Regions from separate parts of the Sus scrofa genome. Here region 1 is linked to region 2. The links are chromatin contacts, called in public HiChIP or PLAC-seq maps. All regions are on one chromosome and are shown on one strand. Each heading gives the region's core, a stretch centred on a gene start, on an enhancer-like site or on the middle of the called end of the contact. The rest is flanking DNA. Distances are from core to core; before and after follow the strand shown. Region 1 holds the start of LAMP1 (lysosomal associated membrane protein 1). Region 2 holds the start of CUL4A (cullin-4A).

Region 1 (5,963 bases), core at 3,463-5,962, 44 kb after region 2:
CACAGGGGCTTCATGCAAAAGGCTGCACGACCAAGACCAGGCAATTTTAACTTCAAAATGAGAACTACAAAAAATGGAAAACCACCAACTATCAAGGAGTCCATGGTAACACAGCACTTTTGCAAACGGGATGATTCACTTTTAAAGTTAGTAAGCTGTTTCTCAGACCAGTTTCAGGATCCCCGAGAAACAGTGAAGAAAACAGTGTTGTCACCTCCCCGGCTCCCCCACGGAGCGCGGGCCTAAGCTGAGGACCCTAAGCTGAGGACCCAGCCTGACGGCCTGACGCGGCACCAGCGACGGCGGGGCTCACGCCTGGCGCTCACTTGTGGAAGCTGTCTGGGCACCGAGTTCCTGCTCAGAAACCGGACCAAAGCGCCTTCCCCGTTTTGAGGCGGCAACGGGCCAGGAGGAAAGGTCCTCCCTTGGGGCTGCGCCCGCTGCTCCAGCTGACAGATGCAAAAGGAGACGGAACCGCCGTCCCCAGGCGCCAGGCCACCTGGGATGCCCTCCAAGTCGCCCCGCCAAGGTGCCGGGGGCTCCAGGATGGATGGGTGGGGCCCCGAGGGAAGGTGCGGGGCCTCTCAGGTCTCAGACGCAGCCCCAGGCCTGGCCGACGTGCAGGTTCCCACTCAGTGGGCCGACAAGGGGCCTGAGACGCTGCGTTTCTAACAAGCTCCCAAAGGAAGCCAAGGCCGCTGCCCCCAGGGGCCAGCACCACTCGTGAAGCTTGTTGCCGGGGAGATGAGCCTGATCCAATCAGGTCTCTGGGTCAAACTGCCGGTTACCCGACGGGAGAAGGCTGCTGTCGGAGACTCACAGGCCAGGCCACGCCACAGTGCGGGGTGTCCTGCGGGACAAGTGACCTAGTTTCCCCAACAGGTCAATGGCCTGCAAACGGGGAGGGGACTTGAGACATACCATCCAAGGCCACGGACAGACTCGCTGCATCCACAGAGAGCAAACTGGCTGTAGAAAGCTGGTTTTGAGACAACCGGGGAAACGTGAACGTAAACTGGAAATTAGCTACTAAGGAATTGTTACACTTTGTTTTTATATTACCTAAAATAATGGTGTCACGGTTATGAAAAAGTATTTACATGTGTCATACAATGTCTGGGGTCTGTCTTGAAACACTCAAGCCGAAAAAGCAAACCAGAACGCAAACAAGTGAGAACAGGAGGGGAAATGGTAAAGGTGGGTACAACAGGATTCGCGAATTAAACGATTTTTGTTTTTATTTATTCTTTAGAAAAAGCTTCGCGAATTAAACGATTTTTGTTTTTATTTATTCTTTAGAAAAAGCTTCCTGAAACAATTTTATGTTTGTCTCTTTAGGGCCGCACCCGCGGCACATGGAAGTTCCCAGGCTAGGGTTCAAGTTGGAGCTGTAGCTGCTGGCCTACACCACAGCAATATGGGATCCGTGTAGGGTCTGTGACCTACACCACGGCGCACACCTTAATCCCACTGAGTGAGGCTGGCGATCGAACCCAGCACCTCATGGATACCAGTCAGATTCCTTTCCACTGCGCCACGATGGGAACTCCAGCTCGCTAGCTTCTCTCTATCAACCACTCCTTATCTCATCGTGATTCCATATCCACCCTCCCATCGGCACAAGCCTTTGGGGACACAAACCTTCCAGCACTGGAGGCTTAGTCGTTTCACCTGTGAACCAGACTCACCCTGGCTCATGGGGAGCAAAGCAGTGTCCCCAACCTCGCTCCTCAGCTGGCAGAGGTCCCTCCACTGCCTGCCCCCGCCGCTTCGTTTTCAGAAGGCGCGATGCCGTCTTGTCTCGGGCACGGTTTTCCATCTTTCCCTCAGCAGACCCGCCCTCGTGAAGGACGCCAGCAAAAAAGACAGCCAGCCAAACAGAAAATCCCACATTACTCACCTGCTCCATGAAAGTGTACCATCAGAGAATGTTCACTAAATCTTTCATTTTTTAAAAAAATACCTCGTTCTTTTGCTGAGGCAAACTCCTTAAAAAGATTTTAAGCTCTACCTGTTCGGTGGTTGGACTTGGCAAAGATGGGCTCTGATGGTCCAAGCAGAAGCATCACCTGCTCAAAGGACTCCGAGCAGCTCAGGGAATTTCCCGGAGACGCAGAGGGGCACTGGCGACGCAGCAGGTGGGAGGGAGGGCATGGCCCAGGCCGAAGACACGGGGATAACCCAGCTGGCGAGGTCCCCAGCGGTGCTGGCCCTTCCGCACTGCCTCCAGAAACCCCACTGAGCTGTGGAAGCAGCTGTCACCACCAGCCAACACCACGAGCCTGGGCGGCTGACTTCTCTGCCACCTTTAGCCCCTGGCCCGGTAGCAAGGGCTGCGCTCTGGCCAAGTTTGTGCAGCAGCTGTTAGGAAGGCTGGGCAACTGGTCATCTGTTTTTTTTCTCGCCTCTGCTAGGGGCTCTGTCTGCCGCCCATATCCGTGGGGTGATGTGTTCTCTCGACATAGGGAGAGGCGGGACCTCTGTGGCCCGGGAATTGAGAATCAGCTCCAGCTGCTGCTGTGGCCTGACTGGGAATTTCCACATGACACAGGGGCCACCAAAACAAAGAGCACAGGAAGGGGCTTCAGAGGCTGGAAGGCACAACTCATGGGTCCTCCCCCTGGCTGCCCCTCAGCATATGGAGTGACCTGGCCAGGGGTCACATCTGAGCCCCAGTCTCAACTTAAGCCACAGCTGCAGCAACGCAGGATCCTTAACCCACTGGGCCAGGCCAGGGATCGAGCCTGGGTCCCAGCGGCTCCCAAGACACTGCTGATCCCGCTGTACCACATCAGGAATGCCTCATAGGTCTTTTTGGTTTTATATTCAAGGTTATTTATAGTTTCTTAGGATCAGAACATTCAGAACAGAAATATTTTAGAATTTTTCCAATTATGTCTGAACCTAGCACGCTACTTCCAAAGGACCACTCAGGCATAAATATCACTTTAACACACTGAGCAAGCATCATGTTAATGGGCTGTTGCTGAGAAAGGACATCCCAGTGAAAAAGCATAAAGAGACAGCACACCCAATAACTGGACAGCGCTTCTCCTTTTTCAAAAAAATTTTTATTGGAGTTGATGGAGTGCACTTCTCTCTCTTTTTCCCCGTTTTTAGGGCTGCACCAGCAGCACATGGAAGTTCCCAGGCTAGGGGTCGAATCTGAGCTACAGCTGCCGGCCTACACCACAGACACAGCCATGCAGGATCCAAGCCACATCTTTGACCTACACCACAGCTCACAGCAACACTGGATCCCCGACCCACTGAGGGAGGCCAGGGATGAACACTAGTCGGATTTGTTTCCGCTGTGCCAGGGGCAGCACTTCCCTCAAGTGGAGTCTTGCAAAACTTGTCCCCCACCTGGAACACCAATAAATTTGAAAGTCCAAAAAGAACTCTAAAAACCTAAACAAGCTACCACCAAATCTGCTCTTTAGTAACAACAGATTTTTGCCTCCAGAGCAGAACAAACCCGAGCGCCTGGGGCTCTGGGTCTCTGCTCCCCTTTTACTTGCAGTTCTATTAAGTCTCGTGACTTTCTCAGCTGATTGTGTTGTAAGCTGGAGAAGGGAAGTGAAACTGATCAGGAAAATAGGCCAGGAAAGAAGACAAAACCTACAAAAAGTAAACAAATTTAAGAGCTAAAAACCCCCACAACGATCAAAGCCTCTTCAGTAGTGACAGGTAGTTATCAACAAACCTGCCCTGAAGAGGCTCGAGGCAGGCTTCCGGAGGAGGTGGGGTTGGAAGCGGCTCCACAAAGCAGCAGGCGGGGCCTGCGAGGCCAGAGGGGTCAGCTTTCTGCAAACCGCACAAGTGGCCACAGCGTGCAGCAGGCGAGGAAAAAGACCTGGCAAAGCCTCGTGGCAAAGCAGGAACTGGGAAGTTCGCGAGAGGTGCTTCAGGAAGTTTCTGGAAGCAGCGCGGTGGCGACTTTTCTGAGCAACGTAGGGAGTACGTGACAGGCTCGAGCGTTTGTGAACCTTCTGGGCAGGTGCCGCCCCTTCCCCTAAAGCATCGGAGTGGCGTCACAGCCGGCAGTGACCGAAACCCTTATGCCCCTTCAACTGAGTCTACCTTTAAACCCTGTGCTTTGTGCGGCTTTCAGGACCGAGTGGCACGACTCGGTACCGTACCTACGTCCCCTCCTTCCTAATCCCTCCCGTCCTCCTCGAAGAGCCCCGAGGCTGAGAAGCGCGAAAGCCTCGGTGTCCCCGCAGAAACATCCGCTCAGCTCCGTGGGGCGGTCCCCGGGAGCTCCCACCCTCGGCCCGCGGCAGAGAACCGAAGGTCGAGTCCAATCCCATCTTTTCCTCCGCCGGCCCCGGGCTGGTCCCGGGGGCTCCGACCTGAGCGGGCCACTGGCCCGCCTTCCGTTTCGGGCGGTCGGAGACTGGGCAGGGGGTCTGAGATGCGAGTCGTGTCACGTGACGCCACAATCACGTGTCCACTCCAGGTCACGTGCGAGCCGGGAGCCGGGTGTAGGGAGGACGCCTCAACTCGCGCCCTCTCGCGAGATTCACGGAGGTCACGTGGCGGCGCGGGCGCAGCGCGGCCTCACGTGACGGGCGCCGCCGGCCGCGGGGTCTCTTTCCTCCCGCGGGCGCTGCAACGGGACCAGCTTCCCTCACGCCGGCCTGGTCAGCCCGCGGCCCGCCCGCCCCGGCCCAACCGCCCCCGACCCCACCCGGCTCCCGCTCGCGCCCATGGCGGCCCCCGGCGGCGCCTGGCGACGGCCGCTCCTGCTGTTGCTGCTGCTGCTCGGTGAGGGGCCGGGTCGGGGTGAGGGGCTGCGCCGACCCCGAGGGATGGGGGCGGTGTGAGGGGCCGGGGGCCATGGGGGGCTCGGGCGGGAGGCTGCGGGCGCTGCGGGGCTGAGGGTCGGGCCGGGCCCTGGGCACTCCGGGGGTCGGCGAGCCGGCGAGTCGTCCCTGCACCAGCCGAGGGGGCTGCGCGGGGAAGGGGTGGGCGGCCCAGGTGCCGAGCCGCGGCCGAGGGAGGGCGGGGCGCGGCGCGGTCCCTGGGCTCCGAACTCGTGTCGTGGGTGAAGTGGGCAGTGACTTGGTGGTTTCCGAGCGGCGTGGTTCGCCCCTTTATCTTGGGGCACCGGTGGCCGCGGAGGGCTGCGTGCGGCCTGGGCCCCCGCCCGTCGCGGATCTCCCCACAGGAGGAAAGGGCGGCGCGGCGACCCCGGCCTTTAGAGTTCGTCCTTCGTGCTTTAACCTTCGCCCCTGGCAGGGTGGCGTGGAGCGCTGCTGCCCGTGTTTGTGTCGCTGGGGGATTTCGTTACGTTGTAAGGACTTGAGTTAAAGGGCGCCCGCAATGGGCAGAAGGTCGAGTGGGCTCGGTCGGGTCCCCCAATAGCCTCTCCGTGTCTAGTGAGCCGTGTTGAGGAGCGCTGCTCCTGCTCTGTGTGCACCGGGCCCCGGGAGTCGGAGGGGGGACTCCGACAGCCCTCCGAGCTCAGGAGCAGCCCGTGCGGGCGGGCGTCGTTGGATTTATCGGTTGTAGTGAGGAGGGAGTGCGTGCTGACCGAAGGGAACCACAGTGTGGCTTGATCTGGGGGCTCTTTGCCCGCCCGCGGTTCTTTGTCACCTTGTTCCCCGTGATGAGGGGAGGGCCAGGATCTGAAACGTGCAGAACGCAGCTGGTGGGAGCGCCGCTGGAGTTCAGGAGACACGGAAAGAAACTCGCGTTCCCCCACTTAAGTGCGGTGAATTCTCTGGACACCTCTAAGTCTCATCCTACCCGGATGTTCTGTTCTTGAGACGAATGGATTTGGGTTTCAGGTCTTCCTTTTGTCTGTGGTGTAGAATGAGTTCTTTGAGCTGCAGAACAGCCACAAGGGATGACCTTATTCCAGCAGCGTTTAAACCCAAAGCCTTGCTCTCCCACAGCAGGTGTAATTAGTCAGGGGACGAGTTGCTGGAACAAGTCTTGTCATGTAGGAACAACTC
Region 2 (5,364 bases), core at 2,776-5,275:
ACCTACATACGGGGCAAAAGACGAACGGGCTCTGTTTCGTCTGCCGCGGACCAGGAACCACTCCAGTCGCATTTGTATATCCTAATATATCTTAATAATATTTAACAGCCAGTCAGTCAAAAAAGGTTTATTAAGCAGCTACCATGTACCTAACAAGCGAGGGGTAGAGCGCGTCCCCTGCGTGAGGCTGGGCGACCCAGAGACGAAGCCTGGCTGGCGGGGGTGGAGGAACCGCCCCTCTGTGCCATCGCCCCTCTCTGGGTCTCGTGAGACCAGCAGACATTTCCTTCTACCTCTCCCTTCCTTCTCAGGGGCCAGACCTTAGGCAACACGGGCATCCTGATGGGTCATCAACACAATGCATTTAAAAGGGCCTCCACGACCCCGCACCCACACAGCAAGCATATCTGTGTCCCTAAGATCGAGAGGAACAGTGACAACACGAGAAAGATCCGCCTCCGCCGTCCCCGACTCAACGGTCAGCCAACGGCCACCAGGGAAGGGACCAACAGATGGAAGGCTGACGAAGTTTTTTAACGAAGGGACCAGCCTCAAGTCTCCAGTGGGCTGCAGACGTGCACCAGGGCAACCCGCCAGCAGGCTAAGCCCGAGTCCCATCCATTCAGAGCAATGGTCTCCAATGCTGGCTGCACACTGGAAAGACCGAGGAAACTTTTAAGCCAAGACACGCCTCCTTCTACTCCAGAAACTGGTTTACGTGTCTGAGGTGCAGTCCATATGCTGCCACACAGAGCCACCAAGGTAGAATCTCCCTTTCCTCGCAAAAGAGGGATTAAGCTCCTCGGGCAGGAACACGCTCCAACGTCATCATGGGCATCAGTGAGGAAACGGGCAGTTACGAGATGTCAGCAACATTTTCTAGGAAGCTATTGCTTGGGTACCGTTTATCCTCTAAATCAATGACATGTGAGTTCAGAGCAGGGCCCTAGCAGGTGTTTCTACAGAAGGCCAGCCAGGAAACGGTGCCAGCTCTGTAGGCCTCTGGCCACTGCCCACCTCCCCAGCTGTGCCCTGTGGAAGGCAGCCCCACTGCCGGCGGGAAGCAGTGGGCATGGCTCTGCCCCAGTAAAACCTCGCTCACAGTCACAGGAACCACCTTTGGGCTTTGGGGACGACAGGCCTGTCCACTGGATGACCTCACCGTGCTCCTGCACTTCTCTGAACCCCAGAGAGGTTAGGTGTTGTGGAAAGTAAACGCAGGAAAATGAGCGTGTGTCTCAGGACAGTCTCTGAGACTTGGTGTTCAGCTACGGTTCAGCAAGTGGCCTAGAATCAGACGAATCGTCAAGGAACTCCGCACGTTTCAGAGAGGAGTGGTGACATTAGTTTCCTTCTCTTAGGAAGCTGGTGACCCTGCAGCGCCCTGGGACACCATGTGCATGGCCCCTCCACTGACCTGAAGCCGTGGGTTGGCAACATGAGGGTGCTTGAAGGACACCAGCTCTGCACAAGACGCCCCATCTCTGGTATCAATTGCTTCGTACACCTGAAGTGTTTGAAAAGAGAAGAGCTATGAGGACAAAACATCTATCCCAACAGAATCTAGACAACACACAGCATATACCCTGCACTTCACTTCCCCTACTCTGGGGGAGTGAGAATAATCCAGATACAAGTCAGCACTCTCCTTAGCGCACAATCACTACATCTTAAGATGTGATCTGAAGGCAAAAAGTGAAAAAGTGGAACAAGCCAGTGTTTATTACTTGCTTTTTAATGAAAGTGGATTATTCTAATTTTATTCAGCCATGCTAACAAACATTTGAAAATCCACTTATGCAGCTTATGAAGAAGAAGAAAAAAAAAAGCTTGAAAACCACATATATCCAAAATGCAGAGAGCTTTCATTCAACCTTCACATAAAATAAAAAGGGAAAGATAGTGACAAAATAAAACGTCACGGTCACACAGCAGGGTACTGAGTGTCGTGAGAATCACGTACACCTACTTAGAGCAATGTGGAAAAGTGTCCACAATATGCTTTTTGTCGATTTTGCAAAGTTAGTTGTGTGGCATGTTAGCACAGGAACAAATGCAGGGCCCCATGCCACACCAGCTGACCCCTGGCCAGTATGGTGAGAGCTGGGCAGGGGGGTGGGGGAGCGAGGAGACTTTGACTTTATATATTTCTATACTGGAGGCCTGGGTAATGGCAGATGATTTATAACTAGCAAACCAAATGACATTTTAAAATAATATTTATCTGGAGTTCTTGTTGTAGCTCAGTGGGTTAAGAACCCAAGAGTGTCCCTGAGGATGCAGGTTCCATCTCTGGCCTCTCAGTGGGTTCAGGATCCAGAGATAATGTGGCTGTGGCTGTGGCTGTGGTGTAGGCCAGCAGCCGCAGCTCTGATTTAATCCCTGGCCTGGCAACTTCCATATGCCACAAGTGCGGCCCTAAAAGAAAAAAAAATTGTCAAAAAATGACAAATTTTTGTACATCTCAAATGTCTGCGTTCTTGTTTGACTTTATTTATTTTGTCTTTCTGCCTTTTCTAGGTCCGCTCCCGCAGCACATGGAGGTTCCCAGCCTAGGGGTCTAATCAGAGCTACAGCTGCTGGCTTACACCACAGCCACAGCAACATGGGACCCGAGCTGCATCTGCGACCTACACCACAGCTCACGGCAATGCTGGATCCTTAACCCAATGAGCAAGGCCAGGGATGGAACCCGCAACCTCATGGTTCCTACTCGGATTCATTAACCACTGTGCCATGACGGGAACTCTGTTCTTGTTTGACTTTAAATAAAAACTGATAGTGAAAAATGTTAACTCTGCAAAGCTAAGGCCAAAGTAGACCTGTTCTTAAAGAAAAGGTCTTAGGTCTCAATCAAATGATTGGAAATGAACATATCCTTTAAGTTAAGATAAAAGCATGGATCTGTTTTTTTTTTCCCCCATGATTCCTATCTTAACCAACTTTCTCAATTAACTGAACAACTAATGGTTCCAATCATGTTACACTATATTCAACTGCCAAAGAGATAGCTTGGCTTGGTTGTCAACAGATGCCTCCAACTCAACACGGCCAAAACTACACTTATTTTTCCTTCCCAATCAGTTCTGCTCACGTGTTGCCCAGCTGGAAACCTGGGAATCATTCTTAATTCCTTCCTGTTTGTTCTCCAACCACACAGCCTTATTCACCAAGTCTCCGCAATGTCTCCATATATTCTAAAAACCCACTCTCCCCCTTTCCCTGTCCTGATTACCACGGTTCTAGTTCTGCGAAATAGCATGGCTCAGGGGAAAGACTACAAGCTTCGAATCCACAAAAACATATTTGCGCTCTCCCGTTGCATTTGGAGCCTGTTTAGACAAAACTCCTCAGAGACACAAATCCCAAAGGACATAGGTACGCCGAGCGCCAACACAGAACCCCCTTGCAGTCGAACCACTTGCTTTCCCCGGCTCCTACATCCACCACTGCCTGTCCCCCGTCCCCACACGCCCCTGAATTGAGGGCACGGCCGCCGGGGCTCCCGAGCCCCCAGGGTACACGGTGAGGGCGCCTGCTTCCCGTCTGGCGGCCAAAGGCTCCGGCGCAGCCGGCGAACGGACCCGCCCGGGCCCCAGCCCGCTCCGGGCCGCAGCTCAGGGAAGCGGGAGGTCAACCGGCAGGGGGCCCGATGGTCGGCGAACGTTACCTGCTGCAGGTACTGGTTGAGGGTGATGTGCGCCATGGCCGCGCCTGCAGTGCGGCGGAGCTGCGCGCCCGTCGCCGCCTGCTTGCGTCACTTCCGGGCCGCGGTCCGTCCCGGCCCCGCGCCCCCCGCCCTCCGCGCACCTTGGTTCCGGAGGCAGCCTGTGCGCGGGAACGCGAGCCCCGGGCCGGCATGGCGGCGCGCCCGGGCTGAGGCGGGCTGGGGGCTGCGCTGCGACTCCCCGAACCGCTCGCGAGGCCGCCTCGTCCGCGCCCCAGGTGCCCAGGCCCGCCGGCCGCTCGCCTGCTGCGAGGTTCCACACGGACCGCGGCGGAAGCGGACTGCGGCGCCCGCGAGCTCGGGGCCGGGTCGGGCCGGGTCAGGTCGGGTCGGGGTCCGGCGCGCTCCCGAGGCCTGAGGCGCGCGGTCGGCGTCGGGATCCGGCGGTTGGACCGGGCCGGGCCGGACCGGGGAGCGCAGCCGGGGGAGCGGACAGGCGGGCGCGGGCGGAGGCCCGGGCGGGGCGCTGCGGCCGCGGCCATGGCCGACGAGACCCCCAGGAAGGGCAGCTTCTCGGCGCTCGTCGGGCACACCAACGGCCTCACCAAGCCCGCGTCCCTCGCCGCCGCCGCCGTCACCTCCAAGCCCGGGGGCAGCGGCGGCTCCAAGAAGCTCGTGATCAAGAATTTCCGAGGTGGGTGCGGGGCCGCGGCGGGGCGGGCGGGGGTCGCTTTCCCTCCGCGGCTGTGTCGTCGGGACGGAGGGTTCGGCTGGAGTTAAGTTCGGCCAAGCAGCGCAGGTGTCGTGGTTGGCGAGGCCGAGCCAGAACGAGTGGCAGCCCCTGAAGCGCTGGGTGATGTCGCTTAATTTAATTACTTTCTCCGCTGTCACTGTCGTTATCTGGGAGCAAGCGTCTTCGTCCCACACAGACCTCCCTCCCGACGTTGAGTAATTTAACTCAACTTTAAATCTGGTCGGGGCTTAACTATTCCATGTTTGTTTATTTGTAACGTCTCCTTACTTAGAAGACTACATGTGTGTGTCCTAAGTATCAACACTGCAAGTATTTACCCAGCAAAAGAGAGACATTGTGGTCACATAGTCTCTAAGCCAAGGAAGGTGTAAACACAGTGCTTCCTTTGGGGAAGAGCTACTGCCCGTATTCGTCACCTAGGTGTCTTTGAGTCCTTTTTTGTAGAGTTTTTTTTTAAGGTGTGTGACTCTTGGCATGATGCCCTTCCCCACTCACTGTCTCTGGATTTACAGACAGACCGAAGTTGCCTGATAACTACACTCAGGACACCTGGCACAAGCTTCACGAGGCGGTGAAAGCCATACAGAGTAGTACCTCCATCAGATACAACCTGGAAGAGCTCTACCAGGTAAGACTCCACCTTTGCAAACAGCGGGGCTCCTTAGGATTCTCACCTAATTTCTTCAGGGAGAACGTCCAGGCCTGGGGGCCAGCATCTTGTTTTTCACTTACCGTTTTTTGCAGCTGTCCAAACCACACGGTTGTGCACTTCCACGAAATGTGACACGGGTGCGGATTCCGTGGGCCTCAGTATTGTCTCAGCGAAGGAAATACTAGAAATCCAAGTACAGGCCTCCGGCAGAAACAGTGGGAGTTCTGCGAGAGGACGTCCCCAGGGTCAAGGAGGATTTTCGGGTTTTGGCGCTTGTGGGATTTTTATTTT

What was found. HiChIP or PLAC-seq counts read pairs in DNA pulled down with a chosen protein or histone mark.
Region 1: a contact with region 2 is called in an H3K27ac HiChIP or PLAC-seq map of alveolar macrophages. The contact joins the promoter of LAMP1 here to the promoter of CUL4A in region 2. A contact is called at or near these places in 3 of 5 promoter capture datasets (fetal liver, fetal skeletal muscle and liver), 9 of 47 Hi-C or Micro-C datasets (alveolar macrophages, blood, differentiating spermatogonia and 3 more) and 2 of 2 datasets of contacts at active chromatin or transcription factors (alveolar macrophages and skeletal muscle).

The regions. Positions count from the first base shown.
Region 1 is chr11:78,596,106-78,602,068 of Sscrofa11.1, forward strand. It overlaps LAMP1 (lysosomal associated membrane protein 1), which reads left to right and starts at 4,713. Exons shown (of 9, transcript NM_001011507.1): 1 at 4,713-4,770. The coding sequence starts at 4,713.
Region 2 is chr11:78,553,005-78,558,368 of Sscrofa11.1, forward strand. It overlaps CUL4A (cullin-4A), which reads left to right and starts at 4,026. Exons shown (of 20, transcript XM_003131101.4): 1 at 4,026-4,361; 2 at 4,934-5,049. The coding sequence starts at 4,208. It overlaps PCID2 (PCI domain-containing protein 2), which reads right to left and starts at 3,780. Exons shown (of 15, transcript XM_021065973.1): 1 at 3,671-3,780; 2 at 1,418-1,507. The coding sequence starts at 3,706.